Linked DNA regions of Drosophila melanogaster: region 2 is linked to region 1. A link is a contact called in public Hi-C data. All regions are on one chromosome and are shown on one strand. The core of a region is the stretch at or near the end of the contact, and the rest is flanking DNA. Distances in the headings are between cores, read along the strand shown. Region 1 has its middle 10 kb from the start of lncRNA:CR45689. Region 2 overlaps Ac78C (Adenylyl cyclase 78C).

Region 1 (6,757 bases), core at 1,850-4,349:
ACCAAATTAAAAAGTAATTTGAAAACCTTTAAACGCAAACGAAAGTAAATTATGCAAACATTATGGTTGAGGGTCCTTCCAAATAAAGCAACAAAAACCGAACCGGAAAAAAATAAGAGCACGTCCAGAAAGGACAGCTGGGACCCAGGGGGAAATGGAAAAGCAGGGCCCCATGGAAAACTTAGCCAAGGTCACATGCGACATGGCTGCCATGGTTCATTTCTCCGGCAATTTCCTCTCTTGGCCTAAATGCCATTTTATGAGATATTCAGAATTCTCATTTCACTGTCGCTTTTTCGGAGGTTCGCTGGCTACAAATGACACTAATAATTTCCATTTAAATTAAGTCATGAATAAAAATCAAGTGCAAGTATTTGTTTTTCTCTCGCTGGCCATACTTGTTAGGAAGGGCAAATGATTTTCATATTGCGTTCGCCACCTCGCGCAAAGGGGATCAGAATGTCAGCTGGGGGCGACTCGAACAAGTCGGGAAAAACATTCCGTGGAAAGTGCGAAGTAAGCTGGAAAATATATGAAAAATCATTGTTTTAAAAAATAAGGAAAAGTAGGATATACTGAATATGGCAACTGAATATTAAAGTCAATGAACTGATGAAAAACTATTATGAGCATTCCACAGCTAAATTCCTAGCTAGGTTAATGAATCCCCAATAACATCCTACCGTAATCACGCCATCAAAACTCTGTAATTTATGTTTACCCAACTTCAGTTCCTACGAACCTAATGAAATTTCAGACCTACTAAAATCGCAGCCCCAAGGGTTAGAGTCAGCAAAGGACATACTTACACACACAACTTCTAACTCGACTCCTGCTCGATTAGGAGCTCAATGCTCCTGGCTGGAAAAGAAATTAGAAATGCAAATGCAATGCATATTGAAAGGCGTCTCTAACGATAGCAAACATTTCCCACAAGGCGCTTTCTGCTAAATGAAAGCAAGGTATGCTGTCGATGTTGTTTCACAGATATGCAATCAGGAGAAACGGCAGCAGTTAGTGTCCTGAAAGGAGTGCGTTCTGGGAAAATCAAGCTGAGCCGGAGCAAATCCACCGGGGGCCAGGTCCATGTGGCAAGATACATCAAGAAACAGCTGCGAAGGTAACCCGAAATATGTCAACATCACAAGGTGGTTGGGTTGTCCTGGTTGGGTGGTGGTGTGAGTTGCCATTGTGAGCCCAAGGAGCTACGATGTGAATTTAAATATGCAACTACATTTTTCCACAAGCCCGACAACGTTGGGAATCTATTAACACGTTTTGACACTTGCAGGCAGAAATTGCCCTGGCAAAATCTGGATTTAAGAGGTGGAAAGTGCTCCGGGTACATCGACAACTAAATGTCAATTTATTTTACATCAAATAGGAGACGGAAGACAACATGTTAGGTCCTCGCCGAGCAGGAGATGTAGCGAGGACCTACATTCTCGCCATCCTTGCCAAGTTTTCGCCCAAGTTTTGGCTTTCAATTTTGCAAATGAGGTGACAGGAGACATGTGCAAAAGTTTCTGAGATAAGACCCAAGGGTGTGTGTGTGTGTGTGAGTGCTACCCTGTATGTTGTTTACAAGTTAACTGATTTACGTTCGTGATTTTGGTTTTGGTAAACTTTTCATTTCACACGTAGCTACGCAGAACAAAGACACCTGACGCAACTTTGTGTTTGGTTCTTTGAAAGGGAGATGCTTAACTCAAATAGTGCAAAACAAATTGTGGCTTGTCTGGTTTTCCCAGTCATCAACTGATAACAATTGTCTTTCAGTGGGCCAATTTTCCCTTGGGCTTACCACACGGCTTGTTATGCTGAAAGAAGAAAAGCCTATTTATTCGATATTGATAAGAATCTGTGAAAGAGAAAGACAAATATTTTGTGCACAACCAACACAAAATTAAAAATGCTAGCTTGATAAGCCGATTTAAGTTTAAAGAAAATCACACTGTATTTGATTCTGGAAAAGATTTTATTTAATGTTACGCATTTCAGTCTTTTCATCTTTCCAAAAACTGTCACTGGAAATAATTGAATTCATAAATGCTGTAAATTTAATTAGAAAATTTTAGTTTGAAAATAATTGAAGTTTAAGAGTTAGGATGCGGCTTGCCCAAGAGTTTATATGCCGAGTAAGTGGATAAAGTTCACAAAGCTAACGGGTATTCATTCACCAGGTTAATTTTCCCACAAACCTCCGTTCGCACACATATGTATGGGTTTAGGTCCTGTTATCAAAGAGTTGCCTTAGAATTCGACTTGATTACTCCACCTACCCGCCCGACACGTTAATCCAATTCAAGCGGATCCAATTAGCATCGCAGACAGCCTGCATCCGGTGCCTTATATCCGAGAGTCCTAGTTCTAATTCCATTACGGCGAAAAAAGTGCAATCTTTTTGCCACCCCTCCTTTGTTGGTCCTATTCCCAGCTCGGGGCCCAAAACACCTGGCCAAGGTTGTGGGGGCCAACTACTTTCGCCTAATAACCATCAACAGCCTAATGTGCAGGTGCTTAGCATAAAAAGCAAAGGCACGGCAAAGGCATTGGCAGCTTCAAAGTGAGCGGGCGCACTTAGCATAATGGACAAAGTGGGAATCGGGATTCAGACAAAAACAAAAACTGGTCAAAACACACGGCTCTCTTAAGTGGGAAAAACAAAGAGAGTCCCGAAGGACCTAAGAGAATGAAAGCTCCTTGGAAACTATGTGCAACAGGCCGTCGTTGTTTGGCGGGGTGACAAATGTGTTTTGATTCGACCGAAAAAGCGAAAGTTGCTCGTCTTCTAATTCTGAAATAGTGGCGACGCTGGGGACAAGTGAAATTAACTTTAATGCGACAACAATTCAGAACAGAAATTTACGGTAATTGCGGCAATTACATTTCGCAAATGATGCTGCAAACACAGCCGAGATTACTAACATTCCACTGAATACATTCTCCGCGCAAGTAGTTTACGGGCATTCCTGTTCCAGTCTCGTAAAAGCCAATTGAAGCCATTGACTGGAGGAAATCGCGCTTAGCATGACATTTGGCTGGCTCCCCCTGGCGGCTCCTAGCCGTTTTATAAATTTCAATTTCTGAAATGCTTAGCATACTTCTGGGCGCCCTGCGACGCATAATTCACACGAAGCAGGAACGTTACGAACGCGATAAGTCCGACACAGTAATCGTAATCAGTGACATTACCTTGGGCTTGTCTTTGGCTTTGGGCGGCAACTTGATTGGAACTGAGAGGTTTGGGGAATGAGCAGCATAATAAGATTGGACTGGGAGCGCCCACTCGTACTAATCAGCTGCAGGGTAGCTGGGGGAATGATAAGAATAGCAAGGATTATGGCTAAAATATAATAATATTATAATTAGCAGGATAATAAGCAAAACTAACTTCTATAGTTTTTGTAAAATTACTTTAACCAGTGGGGTAGGCTTAGATTTATACTTATATGTGCTATGGTCAGCAAATCTTTCTGAAATTGAATTCCTGCCATCCAAGTGCTTTCACATACAATTCTGCTTAATCATTGGTATTTGTTCTGATTCCGCTTGTTGATGGGAAACATCGTGCTCATCATTATCATCAGCCAACGACGGAAAATTCAATTAACGTTTTTCACTCTTCCACTCCCTATCTCTGTCTCTTAATCCGTGCATCCCTCTCTGTCGCACGAATGGGTGAAATATAACTCAACTTGTGCGTGACATTTTTATTGCTTATACGCAACGTTGTGCATGCAAATATTTCCACCACTATGAATATTCAATTTGGCGCATTGACTTTCGCTAATTGTTCAGCCGGGAAGCGATGGGAACGGCCTTGCCACGCCTCCATTCGTGTTTATAATGCATTCACATTCATTTCTATTAATTTAGCTATATCGCTGATCAATTTTAATTGACGTTTGCGTAGCATTGGCGCATACGTCACGCGGAACCGCCAATTATCGAAATTGCAGTCGCGATTTATTTGGCAAATAATAAAATGTATTGGCATTACGGAATTTTATAATTTGATTTTATTACGCAATCCAAATGGCGTTATCAAAGCATTTATATGTTTATTTCGTTATTGCCTAGGGTTTTTCTTGGTTTATTTACACTCTTTTCTGCCATTTTTCGTTTTCGGTTGTGCTGTGCAAATTGTCAAACCACAGCAATTTATCAGCAATCCCGACAATTGCATTATTAATGGCAGGCGCTTAGAGGCCACACATGCTGTGGACAACAGTTTGGTCTGTGCTCCTGGAATCGGACGTATCCCAGGGTCCTTGTGCGGTCGTGTAGTTTGCCGCTTAAAGGGCTTAGCAGTTGGTAGTCCTGCCATCCCCTTCGGCTCCCTTTTTTCTGGGGGATAGACCGACGCCACAACAATAAACCAATTTAAAGAAACCTTATGTAAACAGTTTTATAATGGATTATATATGTATCCGTGTGCGTACGTATGCGTGTGTGGAAGTGCTTACCGTCACAGCAGCACAAGAAATCAGGGGGAAAGTCTTCAACTGGACAGGAAATGAGTGAAACAGTGGGAGCGAGCTTCATCCAAGGACTTCTTCGGCCGTTACAAAGCGAAGTCTCAACGACAATTTAAGTGAGAGTTTGAGGAACAATGAAGATACTTTCTCATAAATCCGACGGATATTCGTGCATTGTGTTATTATTTTAAAAGCTTTGTTGGATACTGACAACAAAACAAATATCTTTAAAGGTTCATTACTTACATAGGCTTTAAAAAAATATAATATAGTTCACTTACAAGGACAAGGAGTCACAGTTGAGTTTTAGCACATTCCCAACCAATTTTAAAGTCTTGTGTGAACACACATTGAAAATAATCATTGGATGGCATGGAATTAAAACCTTTTTCCAGAGTAAATTCAAGAGTTCTTCAATCGTCCACACATATCGAGACCCTCATCTGCACATACATCATCCTTAAGCCCTTTGCAATTCCAGCTTATTTAAGAGCGCATCACAATGAATTTTCATTTGAAAGACTTCGTGGCTAAACATTTTGTTAACCACAAAATCTAATCTGTTACCATGGTAAGTAATACCAGGATGTAACTGGGCCAAAGACGACACACGCAGGGGCAAATGAGAGGGAGTTAGTGGTGGAACAACCGCTGGCTGGGCGACATGGGAAAATGTTTGCAATGCCATTTGTTTGTCATGCACAATGGCTGCAGAAATGAGCTGAGCTCCACTGAACTGCACCACCGCCCCATCCGAAAGCGGGGTGTCTGCCATACTCGTATGTATATGTGCATATGCGAGGCAATTGGAATGGCGAATACGGAGGACCGGTGGCGGAATCAAACACATCATCCTACAAATGGAACCACAGTCGGGACAGCCCGCATCCACTAGCCAGCATTCAGAGTCCGCCATTCTGCATCCTGCATCCTCTGTTCAGCCTCGTCCGTTCAACAAGAGCTGCATCTCGGAGGGAGCATTTCTGATGGAATAAACTGCTGCACAATTTGCTCTGCGGTCAGTGGCTCGCACGAGCGAGGAGCTAACTCTGCCCTCGCCCACCTCAATAAACTCGAAGAAAATGTGCAAGAAGTGAATACAATGCAGCTGAAGACACCTTTTAAGTCTGAACATTATATTCTGAGCACGTTTAGAAAATCCAAGCATCAAAGTTTAAAGTTGTTAATTAATTAAATAATAAATATTTCAAAAATCTTTACAATAATATTACCTTGTTTCTTCATTTTGCCAATGTATTTCTCTCAGTGCACCCACAATTGGCTGGCATTGTCAACTGGGCGCCACGCGCCCTTCTCTCTCGCACTCACGTGGGCTGGGGACCATGGGATTTGCATGCGTTACATGCGCCGAGAATGCGGCACGATGATGGGTCAGTTAAGCCGGGAACGAGGCGAACGGCAGGTTAGAGCAAGTTTTAAATATGAGTTCAAACAAATTAACGAAATTTGCCCCTGCTGATGCTCTCCAGATTGCGCAACTTTGTTCTGCATGCTTTCAGGCGCCGTCTGGAGAATTGCAGCACTTAAGTTGCAGTTGCCAAGCATCCTGGCTGCCCCATGCTGCTTGCAATTGTTATTTCAATTTAAAAGATTTGCCCCAAGTGGCTAGCACGAAGACAGCAACTTCCACTTAAAGCTCTCACAACCTTGCAATATTCATGTTTGTGTGGATTGCCCATTATAATAGATACTAACAACAATGTGGAAAAGAAACAAGATCTCTGCAATTGAATTATTTTAAGACGCAGAACACAGGAAATGGAAAATTGCAAATAATATAGGTAGATAGACCGAAGCAAAATTCAATTTATTATTATTCTTTTTGAAAATAAATCATTTCTATGCCTCAATTCTTATATAAAATGAGCATAACCCACTTGTTATCTACTCATACTTATAGTAGGCACATTTAGCACAAGCTCTTGAAGAGCTTTAAGGCCCACACTGAATTCGACTTGCTTAGCTCTATGTTCCTGGTGAGCATGTATTAAAATTATGTCTAGCATTGGCAAGGACATTGACTGGCAGCGTCACGCTCTCGAGCAGATTCAAATCACGCATACGCCGCGTGTGCATTGCATATTAGGAGAGCTGTCATCTCGCTGTCGTGCATGTCTGTCTATCCATCCAGTGAGTGCTTTCGTTTTTTCCTTCTTGGAACACACATAATTATGCAGTCGCCGCGGGCGAATCAATTAAACCGAACACCGCGTGGAAATTGATGGTAAATCGAAACGAAAAATCCATATCCAAAT
Region 2 (6,757 bases), core at 2,878-5,377, 2.2 Mb after region 1:
AATTTTCCTGGCTGAAGTTTCTTGACTGAAATCATATATATGTTTTTTTTTTGGTGCAATTTTCATGAAGGTGTCCTGTTTGTTTTGGGAGAAACAGTTTGCGCCATCACGCGGCTGAAAAGAATTAAGTTTCTGATTCATGTCGACACCAGCGACTCAACTACTCATCTTGCTGAAAGGGCAGCGGAGAGGTTCTGCTGCCAAGGACCTGCAGCCTGCACTGTTGCTCCCCGAGCCCTTTGCTTGCCACACTCTCCGTCGCATTAAGCCACCGATTTATGTTGCACGAAGGGAGCGACGAGCAAACAAACGGAGCACAGATCCTGCAATCCGAGTGGTCCTTGCCTTTGTTTATCCTGCTGCCAGGATGCACCTCGCACATCCTTGCACCCTGACACTTGCGCTTATGAATAAGCGCCTACTGTCCTGCAGTTCCAGTTACTGGCCCAGTTACCGGGCAATTATGCGCTTCTTAAAAATAAATTAATGACCAACCGGCAATACGGAGCAACCGGAGAGGAAGCAGAAACATCGGACACTCCCGCAAGTGAACTTTACCGGACCTTTTTAATTAATTACACGGCACGAGTCGCCAGCAAAAGAGTCTTTGATAAGTAAGTCCCAGCTAACATGGACAAACTTTTTACGATCGCCGTGAGACTGATTGCTAATATATTTGTTGTTGCCCTAATTAGTGCGATTAGAAGCCATTAGTCTTGACTTTTCTCTTTTTCCCGTTTACGCGAATAAGGACAGACACACAAACTTTTATTTATGTATTAATAGAAGATATTTCTTTATCATATTATAATAATAAATTTGGGTGAAAGCAATTAGTTTAAAAATAATACCATTATTTAGCTAAACTGTTTTCAGTTCTATTTTGACAAATCAAACTTCATTTCCAATTCGAAAATAAAATCTCATTAAAATTCTATGTTTAACCAGCCAGAAAAAGCTAATACCTTTACCTCGATGTGTTCTTTTTCCATTCATGAATAATTGGAAACTCAAAAATACATTTTGTAGTTTCAGGCAATATTCGTGTTCTCTCTGCTCTGCATTTTGATTTATTTTAATAGCATGCAAACGAGCCAACTCCCAAAATTGGTCATAAGCGGCGTATGAGCAATTTAACTGGACGATCGTCCAAAATCGTTGCCTACTTTCAGGCGGTGCCTGCTTTTAGCGTCAACTTTAATGACCTTTCCAATTATTGATGAATTAAGATGGAATGAGGCATACATATAATTTATTATTATTATAAATGCGTTTCAATTTTAATTGCATGTGTCCGAGCGATGAACTTAATTGAATTGAAAACGAGCATAAATTGAATCAGAGCACAGGAGTTGAGTAAGTTTTTGCGTGAAAAACGTTAGTGCTTGTGGACAGGTGGCAACCAAAATGGTGAGTGAGTGCGTGTGTGTGTATGTGTTTATGCTTTAGCCAAATACATTTTTACATTTACCACGGAGCAATTTATTTTAATTTCCCCACAAAATGTCTGCTAATCATGACATTTGCTCGTTTACATTATGTGGTCGGTTTTCAGTTTTTGCAGCTTGCGCATGTAATTTTTGATGCATGCATTAGCTGCAGCTGCATATTGCATGGCTCTCTCTTAGAATTGCTTTCACCGCTGCACTTTTGGGATTTAACATTTTGTGCTTGTCATTGCCAATGAATCCTAAAGATTCCCGATAAAATGGCAACATTAGTGAATGAACCCTAATCACGGCGCGCTAATAAATCATCTTTTTTAGAACCATCCATTATTTTTAGGAACATCGTTATTTTTATATTCGCATGTAAAACGATTGTATAAGCGTTCGTATTTACTGTAACTCGAATGCCGAACGACACAATAGACATGGCGGAAATAAAATTCGTACCCGGCCAAACTGTTTACACAAAAAAGAAAAGCCACTCTTTTTACGAGACACCGGTTCAAAAGGAGTAACACCTGCTGGGGTGGGTAATATTAAAGTTTAATTCCACAACAAAGCCGTAAAAACGAAACAGGAAACATATACCCACAGGCCACATCAAACGAGTTGCACTAAGCCGGCCAGCTCACTTTGTCTCCTGTTCGTGCACCAGAAAACAACTGAAATCTACATGGGTTTTTAAATATTTTTCCGGCATGGAAAATTTATTAGGTATACTAGTAATGGCATAAATATTAAAATATTTCTATCAAATGCATTTTAAAACTCTGTGCAACGATGAAGAAATAAGAATACGTTGATTTAAATATTTTGAAAATAGTTTTTTTTTATATTTTTGGGTATACCTATTCACAAGATAATTTCTATATTTTTTATTAACTGAATCATAATCCCTCTCTGTGTAGGATCCCCCTTTCCATCATGAAACACACATATAAACTGATAACCCCTTTGTGTTTCGAAAATGCCGCTGTGCAATGTGAAATATTTGAAAATAAAATATGCTCTCCGTTTTGGCCGGGCTAAAAGCAAATGCGAGGCGCAGAGAATGGGCCAACGACAAACTGGGAAAATTGTAGCATAAATTAAGCAGAGAACAAACGATGGCACATTGGCAGAGAGTGGGTTATCCTCTGGACCATCAGCAGCTGACTTTGAGTGACGTTGAAGCGTGTCTTAAATTGTGATTAAAAAACAGGGAATTAAATGGTTTGTGTTTAGCCTTAATGTCTACATTGCCATTACGGCCCCTCCTCGTGAAAGCCCCTTCCCCAGCTGGAAAATTAATGAAAACCGTTGTGAGTTTCAATTATGTTTTCGTACTTTCTCGCACCTTCCCCACCTCACCTCCTGTTTTCCGCATTTTCGCTCTGTTTGGACAATGACAAACTACTTGCATGTGTGTGCTCGTGTTTACTTTTCTTTCGGCTATGAAAATTATTATCTTCCCATTAATTTCGCTCTCTCGGTAGCGCGAGATTTAATCAAAAAATTAACTCATTGTGTGTTTTTAATTATTCAATTATTATGACTTTACGGCTGTTTGCCTTGGCAGCCGTTTCCCCATTTTTCGGCCCACATTTATAGGTCCGACTCATTCGGGGCGTGTTTTATCATAGCCGCAGCAAAAACATTTATCGGCCAAGTGAGCAAACAAGTGGCAAAAGGGAAGATCTTTCAAATGCGATAAACGACAACTATTTTTGCTTCTAGTCCGTACACTGTTTACCGAGAAACTCGAGAATGCGTGTGATGAGTTTAAACAATTGTTACGAGGGGGGTAAACCATTATCGAATGGCAACCATAACTTGTTGGAGGACTCCAGGAACTTGGATTGCAACAAGGTTGGACAGCGAAGTTACCAAACTTCTAAAACATTTGAACTGACAGAAAGTAAGGGAAAACATAGGGCATGTTCAAAAGCATGTTGTATACAAAGTTGTTTCCAGGAAATGGCTTAAGCTTATGTTAGGGTTTTAGGTTTTTTTTTTTTGAGCGGAAAAAAAGTTTCTCCAAAGGGTGTTTTTGCATAATTATAATGAATTTGGGCAAGGTACATTAATAATAAAATCATAAAAAATATGATTGTTGTAAAATAAATTAAATAAATATAAATATTTAATTGGAATTTATTTGTTTCCAAGCATATTTATAACACCAGTTCAACTCTCTGAGTGTTGCATTTGAATCCTGCAACTATGTAGATTACAATAGTACACTTTGACAGGGAGCCCTCCGCATAATTTCCCCTGATTTTCCACACATGTCCCAGAGCCCTGGAAAGTGCAGTTAGGGCTCCGTATTTGTCTGCTAGTTTGCGTTTTATTGTTTGCCACTTCAGCAAACTAGCCCCCCTTTTTTAGCACACTTTTTTAACCCCCCTTTAACCCGATTGCAGACTGCGATGTCGCCACTTTGTGCCAAAGCAAATAAATAGCAAAGTGAATAAAGTGAATTTTTATCAGCTTCACAAGTAAATAGACAACAAGATATTCTTGGCAAACGCCCCCGAACGATTTACTGCAGATTTTTTTCTTTTTCTCAACGTCTGTACTCGTTTACTGTGTTTGGAAATTGTACATTTTAATGTTTCACATATGAATAGATTTCGCTCTTGTTGTTGCCCATTTATACTGAAAAAGAGTGGGATACAGGGGGTAAACAAATCCGAGAAGAAAGCAAAGTCAACCAACTAAAAATGTATGCGTTTAATTATGTATCAGTACGAGTATCTGCATCGTTGTACTTTGAAAAATTCGCCAGCGAGAATTTCATTTTATCACTTTTTTTGTAGTTTTCTGCTTGGCTGGCGAGCAGTAGTGAGTCATTCCGAGGTTTTATATTATGACACTCCGCTTAAATGGATTTTGTGTTCGGTGCCTTATAAGGCAGCCAAAGCCATTGAAATCCGCCAGATCAGGCCAAGTCCATATCCACAATTCGCATTAGCCAGCGGGGCATGCAATTTAAAGCCACTAAATCTTGGTATCAACTTGGTTTAGCAAATTATTTGTTTTGAAATCAATATTTCTGACACCTCGTGTGATGGACTAGCCAGCAAATATTTCCTAAAATCTATACATTCATTTTTACAATTTGTTTATGTTGTGTTCATGGGTTTTTGGAATTTTATCTATTCCCAGGCAGCTTAAGTGACTTCTGGGGCAGACTTTTTTCTGATTTATTTGTCCAACGACTAAACGCTCACATTTTGGGCAGGGGCAAGAAAAATTGCGTCTGCCAAAACCGCCAGCCAAATTGTTGTGAGAAAGTTTTCCCTCGGTTGTTGCAATCTTTCCGGGTGTTTTGCTTTGGCTTCCCTCCTCCTCGTTTTCGATTGCACCACAGCCTTGGCAGCAATTTGACAGACATAAACAAAAGGGAACTACGAACACGGTGGTACAATCGTAGATGGAATCGTCCTAAGAGGAATTCCAAATGCTCTATTGTGGCAATTTAAAGTGATCTTAAAATAAGGTAATATAAAAACTGTAATATCATACGCTGTTTTTCAGTTTTGACTCATATATGGTAGAGTAATGATTACACATACAAGTTTGGCCCCAGTTTCTTTGCCTGTATCGGAACTAAAGTCAACATTTTGACCGGTTACCCTACCAAATTGGTGTATACTTTTCACTTTGGCAGCATCCTCCAGCCGGGATTAAAAGCAATTGTTGGCTTTGTGCCCGATGCAGCCACAAGTTTTGAGCCTGGCCAAATCCGGGCTATAATATCTGTGCCGCTGCCAAGAGGCAAGTAAAAAGTGGCAGCAACCAGGACAATTAGCACAGCCAAAACTGCTGGGCCATAAGTTTCCGTTGGCAAGACAACGCACAAAACAGTGAACCGAGTTCCGTCGTCTGAGGAGCGGTGTGTCAAGTAGCTCTTTCTGTTCCAAATCCCCATCTTTTGCGTTGTTTCGAAAAACTTGAAAAGAGTCTAGTCAAGATGAAACTAAATTAAATGCGGTTGAGGGGACAATTATTCTGCCATTTATCTCTCATATGGCATAAAGTTACAGAAAGTTATCTTTTTGAACTCGCTTTGAGCTGCTTAGCGACACGTGGCCTCCTCCTCTGCTGAGGTGAACTTTTTAGCCTAGGATGCGGTGTAAAGTACAACAAGGATTCGCCATGAAGCTCCTCCCCGGCGGATACTTTACTTTTATTTACTTGTCGTGGGGCATATTAAATTTCCATCGCCACTCCATCGCCGGAAAGTTGAATGAATGTTATTTTCAAGGCCCTCTTCCATTGAATTGCCTTCGTAGAGGCCCGGCGCGAATTGAATTAAATTGTGTGACTGAAGCATAAATAAATTCATTAAATACTTTGTCGAGATGCCATAAAAGCTGCCAAGTGCTGTTTTTCCAGTCCAATGTTTAAGGCATTCGATCGGACCTTCCCTCAAGCGTTCAACAGGTCGTCGAGGGAAACCTTCAGTAGAAAGAAGGACCAGAACTTGACCTTCCCAATGCGCCTTATTGATTCAATAATAAAAATAACCGCAGGACGATTGTAATTCGCTTGTGGGCCTGTGTATCTGTATTTGTATTTGCTTGAGTATCTACCCATGGCTTTGGTCACTTTCTCATTGCACCTTGTATCGCCTATCGCCTATCAAGTATCTTGTATCTCAATGTCAAGGCTGTCTAGCAGATGCCTCATTATGGATGTATTTCAATTGGACTGGCGGATTGACAATGAAGCCAACTGCATTAGCTGGTAGCTCAATGAATGCTAGTTAGGTGTTTATGTAAATGTGTAGGACAAAGATCGTGCCTCTATACGCAGAGAAATGGTATGAGAAATTAATAAATTAAATAATGATCATTTAAATGATGTGTACTTTATAAAAAATGCAACTGAAAGCTGGCACCTTCCCTACAAAATAAATAAATATTCTTAAAATCAAATAGCATCATGCAAAAAAAATATGGTAATTATATTTTATATTTTAAGGATCCAATGTGTAAGCTCATGACTTAACTACCTACAGAACCGAAATACAATTAGAATCTTATTTGATTGGTTCCAAATTGTCTTTTTATTTTTATCAAATTTAATATAGCTCTTGTGTTTTTATTAAGCTCTTATCTAAAGAGTCCCCGCTTACACTGGTACTTAGATAAGCTGCATATTAGCCTCTGTCTGACCTTTCGCCCTCCAGGCAGGTGTATCTTTTTTAAGCCACCTGTTTTTTCTACTTGGAACTAGCCGCTTATTATGCATCATTCTCATCAACCGGGAGCCCAGTTAATTTCACCTCTCAGGTCCTAATCCTGCAGACGGTTTGGACTTAA

The links. Hi-C and Micro-C count contacts between places; a contact is called where the count stands out from the background.
Region 2: a contact with region 1 is called in a Hi-C map of the Kc167 cell line, with 1.7 times the contacts expected there. A contact is called at or near these places in 2 of 107 Hi-C or Micro-C datasets (the Kc167 cell line and embryo).

What each region holds. Positions count from the first base shown.
Region 1 is chr3L:18,965,677-18,972,433 of dm6, forward strand. No RefSeq gene overlaps it. Among named protein-coding and RNA genes, the nearest start is that of lncRNA:CR45689, 10 kb to the right of the region's middle.
Region 2 is chr3L:21,163,299-21,170,055 of dm6, forward strand. All of the region lies in intron 1 of Ac78C (Adenylyl cyclase 78C), which reads right to left. Among named protein-coding and RNA genes, the nearest start is that of Ac78C, 5.3 kb to the right of the region's middle.